Linked DNA regions of Cyprinus carpio: region 2 is linked to region 1. The links are chromatin contacts, called in public Hi-C maps. All regions are on one chromosome and are shown on one strand. The core of a region is the stretch at or near the end of the contact, and the rest is flanking DNA. Distances in the headings are between cores, read along the strand shown. Region 1 holds the start of LOC109094501 (protein rapunzel-like). Region 2 has its middle 9.0 kb from the start of tmem176l.3a.

Evidence for each region. Hi-C and Micro-C count contacts between places; a contact is called where the count stands out from the background.
Region 2: a Hi-C map of liver shows a contact between it and region 1, with 2.8 times the contacts expected there. The contact joins the enhancer-like site here to the promoter of LOC109094501 in region 1. A contact is called at or near these places in 3 of 8 Hi-C or Micro-C datasets (liver and red blood cells).

Annotation. Positions count from the first base shown.
Region 1 is chrA16:19,440,149-19,446,835 of ASM1834038v1, forward strand. It overlaps LOC109094501 (protein rapunzel-like), which reads left to right and starts at 1,674. Exons shown (of 2, transcript XM_042773162.1): 1 at 1,674-1,807; 2 at 2,584-4,849. The coding sequence starts at 2,586. The coding sequence ends at 3,767. It overlaps LOC122148041 (a long non-coding RNA gene), which reads right to left and starts at 1,847. Exons shown (of 4, transcript XR_006162034.1): 1 at 1,425-1,847; 2 at 382-491.
Region 2 is chrA16:19,482,267-19,488,756 of ASM1834038v1, forward strand. It overlaps the pseudogene LOC109105457. Among protein-coding and RNA genes, the nearest start is that of tmem176l.3a, 9.0 kb to the right of the region's middle. Within about 2 kb of position 2,980, at least 1 of the 8 cell types and tissues checked has an H3K27ac peak or open chromatin away from gene starts, as enhancers often do.

The DNA of each region.
Region 1 (6,687 bases), core at 424-2,923:
CTGTTACTGCTTAATACATATTGTGTGAATAGCACCTACTAGTTTTAATATATGTAAAAACAGTATGTAATATGAGCCTATTATATTATATTGCATTTTTAAAAGTATTTCATTAATTTTGTGTATTTTTTTTCCTATGCGTCAAATAAAGCAGACATAGCCTAAGTTAATTTTAAAACCTCTTAAAAATTAGACCCTGGTAAAACATCTACTAGGCCTATGCTAAAATAAAAATTGTGTTGTTAGATTTTTTTTTTTTTACTTTTAATGAAAGTCAAAAACGACGAGACATTATTACTTTATCCTTATTTTCCTGTTGTATTAAACACTTCTATTTCATTTAAGAGAGCATAGCCTAAATATTAATAAGCTTTACTTTACCCTTTGAAGACAGATCTTCAGTCTTGTTCTGCGTCATTTCACGTCATCAGCCAGAAACGTTTGCAAAGACTCTAATGTCAAGTCTGAGAGGCAATCATATGGACACGATTCTGAAAGAAAAAAAAAGAAAGAAATGTTAAGGCTTTTCTGAAGGAGTTATGGTCCACAAGAAAAATAAAGAAAGAGCCAAAAGGGAAAAGAACACAGCAATGGTTTAGCATTTTACTTGAGGAAAAGGTTAGAGTAATTAATGAATTGGGAGGAATAGCTAGATAGATAACCTATAGCAGTTTATACAAAAAAATACACTTTCAGGTCAGCTGAATGTAGGCTATTTGTCAGTTTGGTTTTATTATGTTGATTAAATTATTATTGTGACAGAATTGACAAAAATGTCCTCATATAAGAGGGTTTATGTGATTAAAAGAGGGGGAATTAGACTTTAGACTCAAAACTTTATAGTAACTGAAATATATCAACTTTGCCATGTATGAACATCCCTGATCTCATCAATAAAATAATGAGAATCAGAATATGATGTAAAATAATGGGCCGGTATAATATTTTCATTAGTAATTTCTTTCGTACTAAACAGGAGGGTATAAGGCTGAAAACATTAAAATCCAAACACCTCTGCTGAGCCTCATGGGCATAAGTCATCATGTTCAGCTGTGTCAGCCGTCCATGACGCATTCAGACACAAGGTCACGCTGACTTATCTGACTTATTTTCAAACGCTTATTTGTGCATTGTTAGAAAATAAATGTACATCCACCACTTGATTTGCATATATGCGTAACAACGTTGCATGTGATTTCGTTTTTTTCTCTTTCTTTTTATTCGCGTATGATTTCATAATATATGTATTTGGACCCTCCTTCATCAGCACACGCTCAGAGAAAAGAAGATTAAGCACAGAATAGCTATTAATAAGATTTGGCCCTGGATGAAGGTGCCATATAATTTGTTATTTTGATATAATCTAACATAATACAATATAAAACTCATTAAGCACTTAAATACATTAGGATTGGGTAAAATACCTGCCATCCCTGTGTGGAAAATAGCTGCGCATGTTTCTTGTGATCCACTGGAGCTGCTCCATGTTACGCATTGCGCGCAATTTTCTTCTTGATGAACAAACACAACGCGGTATTTCTGTCTAAATACAGTTCAGAACACTTCTGTCTGTTGTCATATTATGAATAAAACGCAAGGTGTAGCCAAGCACGTCAAAAATGAGACATTTATCCGGCCATTGCCAAAGGCTTTCCAAACCAAAAACGCATTCTCAGAGCGCGCAACTCCCTCTATGTCGCGCGTGCGCGCGCGCTGCTTCTCTGTTCATTTCAGACTCACTCAGAATCAGATCATCACAAATATCCTCCTCGAGCTAATACCTGAGGGAAACCTACATTTCGGACAGGTAATCCGGACAGCAGCTCTTCAACCTGCTAGACGTGAGAAACCTGTTTGAAATATGTTCTGCTGGGTTAAATTGCTGTGATGGACATGTAGGACACTTTAGAGGGAGACTGCGCTTTAAAACGCTTTTCGAGGTGTGTCCTTTACGGAACAGAAGATGGCTCATTCAGTGGTGCCATATCTACGCAACACGATTTTAAGCTCAAGTCGTTTTATTTCTGTACTGAATGTGATTATTTAGAGATTTCAGATGTGCCTGGACTTGGTTTAACACGATTTTTCTCATTAACATGCATGCAAATTTAAAATGGAAGAAAATGCTGATGGCACACTTGGCTATCGTGTAAAATTAGCAACGTGAAGACAGCTTCATTCGGCTGTGATGGAAACACGTGTAATCACTTAGGTTTTATAATGACATTGGCTTACATAGGCTATTTACATCAAAAATATTATTATAATAAATCAGATCGCATGCACTTCAGCTTTTTTGTCTCGCACACCTGTATTTTCTTTTCTGATTGTTTTTTATTATTATTTATTTACAACTTCAGTCTCAACAATGAGAAGACAGAACATATGGAGACGTTCAGTTTTCTTAAGCAAAAAGTATTCTGAGATTATGAAGGAACAACCTCTGAGCAACTGAATTGCTTTTTCAACTTTTATTTCATATTATGCAGCTTTAATTGACCCATTGAGTAAAGTGATTTTTGATTTTAATACTACAAGAAACTAAGGCATCTTATTATTATTATTATTATTGTTTGTTTTTAGAAATGTCCAGTCCATTAGAGCGGGTTGTAGCCCAGAAGAAGGAGGCCATTGAAGCCGTAATGGAGATGTTTGAGAGAGGAGCAGAGGTGCTAGCCAGCACTGTTGGGGAGCTGTGTCCTCTTTTTGAAGCTTCTGCACCAGTTTTGAGGCTGGTCTTGGACAACGTGGAAAGCAAGGAGGTCACATATGTCAAAGATCAGTTTCTAGTTGTGAGGAGCAAATTGGATGTCCTCTCATCTCAAATAGAGGACATCAACTGTGAGATTAAAAAGGGACGTTTGGATTCTCAGTTCTTCACCGTGGAGGAAAATATATGCAGCCAGTTTAGAAAATACATAGACATTCTGGAGGCCAAACCTGAGTACAAAGAGATCAGAAAACGCTTGTTCTTGCAGCATTTTCCCAAAACAAGAGGAGAGAAGAATCTCTACATGCTTTATGATGCCGTGATGGGGAACAGCATGTTTGGGGAGCCAATCCTGGATGTTGTGGAACAATACGAGGCCAGAAACAGAAGGGTCCTGGAAGACTTCTGCGTCAGGCTGAAGGAGCTGCTCTGCTTGGGAATCATCACTCTGCTGGGATATTGTTTCCTTACTCAGGGTGAGGAATCAGAGCAGGAGAAGATTCAAGAGTGGAGCACGAAGATCCAAGAAATTGAGATGAAAATGAAGGAAACGATACAGAAATGTGTGGATTCGTTTCCAGAGCAAGCTGAACTGGACATCAAGAGGCTTGTGAAGGAGAAAGAAGATGGGAACCTTCAGGAAACGGCTCAGGAACTGCTGGACTTCCTGGTGAAGAAGTACGACTGGGTGAGCTGGTCCATCAGAGCCATTAGTAACTTGGGCAAAATTAGCAACTTGAGAGCTGGACAAAACTTTCAGTGCGTGGCTGGACAGAATTATTTTGAAGTATCTCAAGGAAACGAAACCAACCTGGTGATCTCGTTCAGCAGCAACCCTCAGCCTGTGCCCAACGAGAGCGTAAAACAGACGATGGAAGGCCCTGCGAGAAAGGGAGACGCCAAAGCTGTTGTGGAGCTTCTGGAGAAGCAGTTAGCTGGGTTTCTGGTTCATGCCATCAGTCGTCACAAGGACAGCTTTGCTCTGTCGAGTTTTCCTGAAGAATGTCACTACTGGGAGAAACATAAGAACGTGAATGTGTGTGTGCATTCAGAGTAGATTTAAATGGTTAAACAGGATTGTTAGTCACACAGTTTTTTGCACTTTACTGTATTTATCCATGATCTATGTCTTGAAAACAGTATTTATATGGCAGTGTTCATTGTCAGCTTACTGTCTCTAACAAATAGTTATTGCATTTATTGTATTTTTTTTTCTAAACTAAAACCAAAGTGATCTTGTTCAGACTAACCAAAAGTTTAACTAACCAGGCCATCTGTGTATGTGCTTTTATAAGCAATTATACCCAGTTAATATTATTTTATGTTACAAAGCTTAATGTATCTGTCTAAAATCATGTCTTACACCCGGGGATTCTCAACCAGAGAGCCTCAGCAAACTTACAAGTGGTCCTGAAAAAAAGATTTTAAATGATCTACAGTAAGACAAAACAAGCATTAAATAAGTTCAAATAATTAAAAATCAACAGCTGTTTTTTGTTTGTTTGTTGTTGTTGTTGTTTTTCATTAAAGGACCAGTATTTCCACAGAAAAAAATGGATTTTTAAAAAAGTATGGTTTCTACACCTGGGAAACTCATGGAAATTGGCATAAAATATCGGATATGGGACTCTGAAAATGGCATAAAATTGTAACTCTTAAAATGGGATAAAATATACATGTAGAAATGGAGTAAAAATATTTTTTAGTCAATCCTTATCCAGAAAATTTCAAACAACAGGAAAGGTTTAGACGCTTTCTAATGTTGTTGTGGGGGGACTTGAAGACAAAAGGGTTGAGAACCACTGCTTTAAACAATATCATGAATAAATAAATGTTTAGTAAAATGTTAAAAGTAGGACAAATGGCTTCTGGACCAAGTACACTGTATTTTACTGGTGCCAGGACTGGCAAGTTGGCCTTTGTGAGAATGACCTACATACCATGAAAAGAGGCGATGAACACATCTCAGTCCACCTGTCTTGTCTCAGCAACCCATACAAACTGAGCTTTCAGTAAAAGTAAAACAAGGACCTTTGCAAATGTTTGCAAGAAATAGTTTCAATATATGACACCCATTGCTATGATATACCACCCAAAGCCACATTTAATTAAATTACTGTTTTTGTACACAAGTCAGCATTTTCTGGCCAAGGGCTGCAGAAACGTGGTGAGTAATGTTTCACTTTGTTAATATAAAGCCAGTAAGCTCTGAAATGCTGTGATCAGCTCTCTGGATCCAGTCATTAAAATCACTGAGGTGCCGAGTAAAGGAACAATCCATCATTTGACACTCAGGAGGGAGGATCAGTTTCCATTGTGTTCTTGTATCCCATTGTATGTGTTTCTATTGTGATTTCATGCTAAAAATCTGATTGTAATTGCATACTGTTTGAAGCTATACTGAAAACCACAGGGAATTATAATAATATAGAATAAACCATTATTAGAGGCCTATTATGACCCTCTGATGTAAGATCTATAAAAGCCATTTATAACCATTCTGTGACCTTACAACCAAACTACCACGGGTGATGACCTTTGAACCCTACACACATAATCCAGCATGACTGTCCTCTTTACATGTCAATAAATTTTTGATTTATGACAGTATAAACCTCTTTTATTTTAAATAGTTCAATGTGGGAAATCCAGACAGGTGCAAACATACAAATAAATAAAACATATCTGATAGGTTTACAAAAATTGTTAATGGTTTAAAAAGGGCATTTTCTTGCCTACAAACTGCCAGTGACATTACCAAATCAATCCTCTCTCAAAAAAACATCATTCTGAAAAATTACATAAAGATTAGAAATATATATATATTTTTTTTTTTCCAAAGTAAAAAGAACCATTATTTCATCCATATTTTCCCTTAGGAAGGTGGCCAGCATCTTATTAAAAATACAAGGTGGAAGATTTGCAGTTTTTGAAGCAGTTGTTCATGCTCCTGTTTCAGAGTCTGAATGGAAATGCATGGCTCAGCCTGTATTCATTAGCGGTTGAGGCTTCTGTCCTGGTTAGAGCTATTGATCATGTGGCTTCCAACTCTGAAAAAGGGCTGAACCTTAAAACTGTCTGTTACTAGACCAAAACAAACATCTATCATTCCAGTTTGACACAGCAACGTGTTTTGCTGGACTGCTTTAAAACTTTTAAATAAAGGCAAATGAAAACACAATCATCTCCAGGAAAGGGCATCAGTCAATATCAATATTTAATAAATAAATGAGTGATTTTATGAATCTCAGCATCACAGTAGTGCCGAGGCAGTCGATCAGTCCCAGGATACCTCACTCTGGCTGCATCTGCCAATCACAGCATGAGCTAATGACATTACCTTTTCGTCAGAGTGGACCATCGACCGGCTTTCTGGCCTTAAGTGGCCTGATCTGATAAAAAGCATTAAAACATTTGTTCTGTGACACAAACCAGCTCACCCTCAGCCTCTGCACTGGATTCACCCTTCTGATGCCTGATTGTGCTTATAAAACCATTGTGAAAAGACAATTCTTAACAAAATGAGTATATACATGATACTGCAAATAAAAAAGCATTTTAGCATAACATCTCAATCATGATGATCTGAAATAAAAAAGCATAATAACTCAAAACTGCATCAAACAGAACTGTAAGCAAAGCTATATCCGTCATTAATTATCAGCAACAACTATTAACTGTTCTAATTAGTCAATATCTTGCCCAGGACATCATAATTAAATATTCATGAGATTATGACCACACCCCTTCTATTCAATTTTATTTCAGCTAGTTAAATCAACATTTCTATTTTTCATTGAACTTGATATACTAAAATAACTATAGACATATTTTTAAAAAACGAATAAAATGACAAAAAAGACAATTTACTAAAATGTTAATTAATATTAAAATGAAAAAAAAAACATAATAATATTATAATAGCATCTCAATAACACTGGTGTATACATTAAAACTGTTTTAACTATTTATTTAGT
Region 2 (6,490 bases), core at 1,730-4,229, 43 kb after region 1:
CCCAAAGGCCATTCAAGATGTAGTAAGTTTGTTTCTTCATGGGAACAGATTAGGTGAAATTTACAATTACTTGTATTTTGGCCAGAAGCAATGGTTTAAAGTTAAAACGCTTTAATGGTGGATTTGTTTCTCACAAACATACAGCTTTTCACTTCCCAATACATTAACTGATGGACTGGAGTGGTGTGGATAATTGTAATGTTTTTATTTGCTGTTTGGGCTTTCATTCCGACGGCACCCATTCACTGCAGAGGATCCATTAGTGAGCAAGTAATGTAATGCTAAGTTTCTATAATTCTAAAAAATCTGTTTTGATCAAGAAACAAACTCATCTACATCTTGGATAACCTAATTTCTGGGTGAACTATTGCTTTAAATGTCAGACTGGGGTGAAAACCTGTTCCATCTAAAAGCAGTTTTGAGACAAATAATATATGAAAAGGAATTATGTGCTCAAGTACTCAAGACATTCATATCAAAAATCAGCCCCCTCATTTTCTAGCAGTAACCAAATGTTTAAGGATAACAGATGATAAGAATAAACATAGGAAATCATCTCACTACTATATTGAGAGGTGTTGTATGTACTGTATGTATTTGTTGCTTTATATCTCAGTGGGTTTGACTGATTGATTGTTGTAATAGTGCTGCTGATACAGTACCTTTGCATCTTCATCCTTCTTGCCACTGTGATGACCAGCTGTAAAACACAACAATATAAACTGGTGTGCTCAACATAACTTCCAAAAACTCTGATAAAGTGTTCCACAACTTCCAAAAACACTGATAAAAGTGTTAGTACGTACCAGAAAAGGACTGGGAAACTTAGCTGCAAGAATAGTCACGATTCCAACTACAAGGACCTAAAAAGAAAACAATTAAAAAAAACTGTGCGTCCAAACACAGTCATTGAAATGAAAAGTGTAAATTAGGTTTTGTGACCCATCAGATGTTCATTTTAACCTAAACAAAATCATCAAAATGCATCACATCTGTCATTGATGACATAAGACACTAGCAAATCAAATTCTATGAAAGTACATAAATAAAAAGTCCTCAACGCTACCTGCCACCCAAACAATAAAAGCAATATATGAGTCAACAGCTGAACACTTATTTATTATCAGGATATATGCTCTTCATAAATAAAAGAAAATGCAATTCAAACAATGACATGAATAGGCTTTTAAACTGTATTTTGATGCTTTTGTGCCTCTTGCTCAGGTGGTGTAAATAAAAGAAGAAGAAAAAAAACCATCTTATTAAAAACTTATAAAACCATTACAATAATAAAATGTTACTTTTTCTTAATATAGTTATTTTTTTTTTTAAAGTTATGGCTTTCAAATATGAATATTTAGCAAAAAAAAAAAAACAGTTACTACATGTGTGTGTACTATTTTCTCTTTCTTTTTTTTCTTAAATGATTAAGAGATGTACACTCACATTTTAGACATTTGAGTAACTGAATCAATTTTTTTTCAAAGAGATGACACTTCAAAAGTATTTGCACATGCATTTTACAGTATATTTCTCTCTTCTCATCCTCTCAAACATATCTGGTACTGACAAATTTAATTTATAGACTCATTACACATGTAATGGTTTAGAAACATGAGAATAAGCAGAATAAGACAAATTCTTACCACACCACCGATCCAGAAATCTGCAAGGTTGCCCCTTATCCAAGAGCTGTTAAGCAAAATCGCAAACACAATATTGATGACTCCAACTATTATCTGCATAGTCTATGGATAAAAAAAATAATAAAATAAAATAATTTGTTCATACACCTCAAAAATGAAAAATCAACTTAAAATGTCAGAAGTTTTCTAATGGAAGTATTAAAAAGACATTTGTTTAATTCACCCCAAGAGCAGTGTGGATGTTCGTCAGCTTCCCTTTCATATTCTGAGACACAGAACAGACTGGACTGCAGCACAGAAAACCCAGAATCTGACACAGTACGGGCCATCTGCTCTTTGGGTTCGAGGCGATGACCGTCAAACCCTCACCTTGAGACACTGTCAGAGACACGCTGCAGACTTCAGCCTTCCGACAGGTGATACAGGCCAAACGTCCCATCTAAAGACAAGCAAAGTACCATTCTAGTCGATCACAACCGATATAAACACATCAAGACGTTAAATCAAGCTTTAGAACAAAGCCAAAAAGCCTTGACACTGCTATTGCCAAGGACAAAAAGACACAGTTCAGTTAACAAATGATGACATAGCAGGGGGCATGTTGTCACAATAAGCCTTTAAGAATAAAGTGCCACAATGCAATTTACTGACACTTTTTAAAATACTGTGTTAAAAAGACATATTTCACTACATATTTTGTTAAAATATGATAAAATTCTGTCAACTGCAAAATAAAATTGGTAACCACTACTTTGTCCAATACATATATATATATATATATATATATATATATATATATATATAATATATATATATATATATATATATATATATATATATATATTCAGTTCTGACATTAAAAGCACATGTGACAATTTGCTAGAGACAAGAAGAATTTGGGTAATTAAATATACAGTACTTTTGAATTCAAATGGGACAACTTGGCCCAATCTCAATAGAAATCCCTCCCAAACATTCTAGAATAAATTTGACTATTGACATGGCGGAAGTTTTCCTTTCCACCAAAATAAAAAGAAATCTGTGTATAAACATCTACCAGTGACGTCAAATTTATACTTTTGCAGTATTACATATTTCAGAAGGCTTTTAAGAAAAAACTCAGACGTAATGTACCCTGTGACTAACAGTCCAGAGTTCAGTCAGATTTCAGGAAATTGTCAAACTTTAGGAGCAGAAAAGAACAATGATAGGCCCAAAACAACGGCGTCAGTTAATGAATCGTTCGTTTGATTCGGATATTTTCAAAGAATCTTCTGATCCAGTTCACAAAAAAACAGAATGCATTCAAAGATTCATTCACGAATCAGACTGAATCGGTTCGAGCGGTTCTCACAACAGTGACTCATTGAACCGTAAACCGTCTCCTTCAGACAGTCTGCCTAAAAAGTAAAGAACGATTCCTGCATATTATTTTAACAGACAAATAAACCTCTTTTAGCATTGTGAATACAAATTATATTTATGTTCTTATGCAATGCAGCATGATGATGATGACGCACCGCATTGCGAGATGACGCAAAGGAATCACTGAATCGATTTTGTGAACCGGTTCTTTAAAATGGTTCTTCAACTCGTTTTTCTGTCATAAGGCGGAGCAGTTTTGTTTTCCTGACACTGTTGTTAAATAGATATCCTTCTTGCTTATGCTGAACTCAGGTGTTCTAATCTACTGTTACATTAAAAGCACAATACAGGAAACAACAAACACTTTTACACTTGGGACAGCAGCTGACTTGTATGTGATACATGCCACCTGGTGGTAAAATCATGCAAACCTCTTCAGACATAATTTATGGCCCTTTATTTATTTTATTTATTTTTAATTATTATTATTATTATTATTATTATTATTATTATTATTATTATTATTATTATTAGATTGGCGCTTATCTTAATTTAGGTTAAAACAGAAGTTCGTTGATTTTCATGTCCCTAAAAAATATTAATAAAAAACAAGAAAAAGTAACAATTTAATAAGAGTTTTTTAACAGTAACAAAAATTTTGAAGAACCAAACAGTTGTTGGTCCCCACTGACTTCCATAGAGAAAGAAATACTATGGACGTCAATGTTTGATTACCAGCATTCTTCAAAATATCTTCTTTTATGTTCAGCATAAGACAGAAATTCATACATGTTTGATACGACATGAGGGTGAGTAAATGATGACAAAATTTTTGGGTGAACTATCCCTTTTAAACTATAAATGCAAACTACCAGATTTCACATTATTACAAATTAAAATTGTGAATTTTTAACATTGAAAATACACACATTCTAATTATCCCATCAAATCACATAAACAAGCAAATAAATAAACCAAATGATAGATTGAACTGAATTTCACATGACTCAGAAAATCACTTATGAGCAGATCATGCTAATTTCAGGTTTATTCAACTCAGCTGCTGTTGTCAAGACTACATGGTTTAAAAGTTAAAAGGAAAAGCATCCTAACCAGAAAAAAAACAGAAAAAAGTAGATATATAAATATAGACAAGAAGGCAGTGATGCTTTGTCATTAATAAAACAGAAAATACACACTTCTGTCCCACTAAAGTGTATACTTAATTAACAAATTAAAAATGACAGACTTATATGCCTACCTGTTTATTAAAATTGATGACCATTTGTATTAAATCAAAGCCTGGAAAGTCCATGGCTATAACCCCAAAACAAGACTCGATTTTTTTTTCATAAGTGTCTTTGAGATGATTATATAGCCAAAGGTTGATTTCTTTTGCCAAACTTTTTGGGGAGTTGTCTACCCTTAAATAAGGAAAGCCTGTGCCACTTGAATAGTTCAAAACAACATGATTAGTTTTACATGCTTCTATAGCCTCTTTCAGATGGTCAGTAATTTTATCTTTCTTTTTTTCCACATTTCCTACTTTATAGTCACCATGTTGATCAGTTTCATGTAGAGGGACACCCAGATGAAAGCTATTTTTTTGAACGAAAACAACCTTTCCTCTTACGTCTCTAATTCTTGGTATGTCTTTCCTTACCCAACTATTAGATTCATATTCAAGCTGGGATATAACATGATCTGGAAATTTGCTGCTATGCTTAAGTCTGACCAGCACTGTTTCGTTGAAGTCAGATAAAAATTCCTTTATTGTGTTGAAAGCATCAGAGAATGTTGTATGTTGGGAAATCGGTCCATGCACAACTTTCAGACCGTCCCCAGACACTCTCAGGTCAAAGTAGCGTATGCCGGCATTTAGCTGGTCCACTAGCGACCATGCCTGACATTTTGCTGCTGGTCCTCCATGAAGGGCCAAGCTGTCATGGGTACCAGGAATAGCGATGTCGGAAATAAACTTGTTATCATCCAGAGTTTTCATCCAGTCAATGGCATAATTTTCAGGGAGATTGAGTGTTTGCTCATCTACTCTTGTGCAGTCTGTGGAACAGAATAAGAATATCAGGTCAACGATTCTTGACATAAAAGTCAGATTTTCATATCATCATACATACAGACCTGTTGTTGGAGATTAGGATTTATTTAGACATTTATTTAGACATTATTTAGACAAAACAATACAGCTAGTCACCAAAAAAACTAAAGTCAGTGCAATCCCTTGTACAAAAAATAATAATGTAAGAAACAAATGTAAATGTGCAAGAAGCAAAGATAAGCCATATAGTGAAAAATAAATATAAAATGTATTTGAAATACATTAATTTCATGCTAAGTATACTACAAATACATTTGCAAATTTATGTACTTAATAAAAATTCCCTGACTTTTGGTATACTAAACTGGTATTCTGAAAGTCTGCTAAATTGGAACAACTCACTTTGTACTTAATGCACTTTAATTGTGCAGAACTAGTGCTGAAGTCCAAATAAAGATATTCTGAATACTTCAGGTACACTTTAAATATCTTGCATTTAAAGACCGATATTATTCAATGATCAAACAATCCTCAGCAATAGTGACATTAAAACACATTTTAGGCTTAATATTAAGAAATGTTCAATGTGCACAAATAAAGTTGAATTATAATTTTATATCAGTAAGTCTAGAGTAATATGTCAGTAAATATGTTAAAAGATTTGAACTATTTGAACTTGAAACTTTTTTGTTTTTACTAGGGAGACCACAGAAATGAAATAAAATAAAAATAGATTTAAAGTCCTCATTCAGCCCTTTGGTAGATCAGTAGTTTTCTTTTTGATTTCAAAGGCTTATAACCCCAATCTTTTTGGCAAATAAAAATAAAATGCATTAATTTAGTGATTTTCATACTCACAGCAGCATTAGGATGCACAGAAGTTTTCCAGGAGCTCCCATCCTCTTTATTGTCTAAGGTTAGCACAGAATAAAACAGTACAAATCTGCATTTATACAGTTTTTTTTTTTTTTTTTTTTACAAATATTACATTCTTTTGACAGATAAAATATAAACATTACTTTTATGCTTTTTAAATATTTGTTATGGATTTACATTTTTAAAGGTCAATTAAATTTATTTAAAAAAATTTAGCAGTTGTTACTGGTACAACAAAAAAGATAAAATAATACCTCCCACTTTTTGGTGGAAATCAAAGTGCTGATCACAGCAGTGTTTTTAGTTCTGGTACAGACAATTCCAGTCTGGGAGCTATAAGAACTCATTGGTATCATGTGATTGGCTATAAGCTTGATGTATATTTGCATATGAAATTGTTGATAAATATATTTGGACATTTAAGCAACACTTTTAATCAGTACATTTAAAGTGTCATTTATTTAAAAAAGCACAAGCTTTACAAGCAAAGTACTGCATAAAAATAAGTTTGCAAGGTTTTAAAGGATAAAACATGAAATCGATCAAA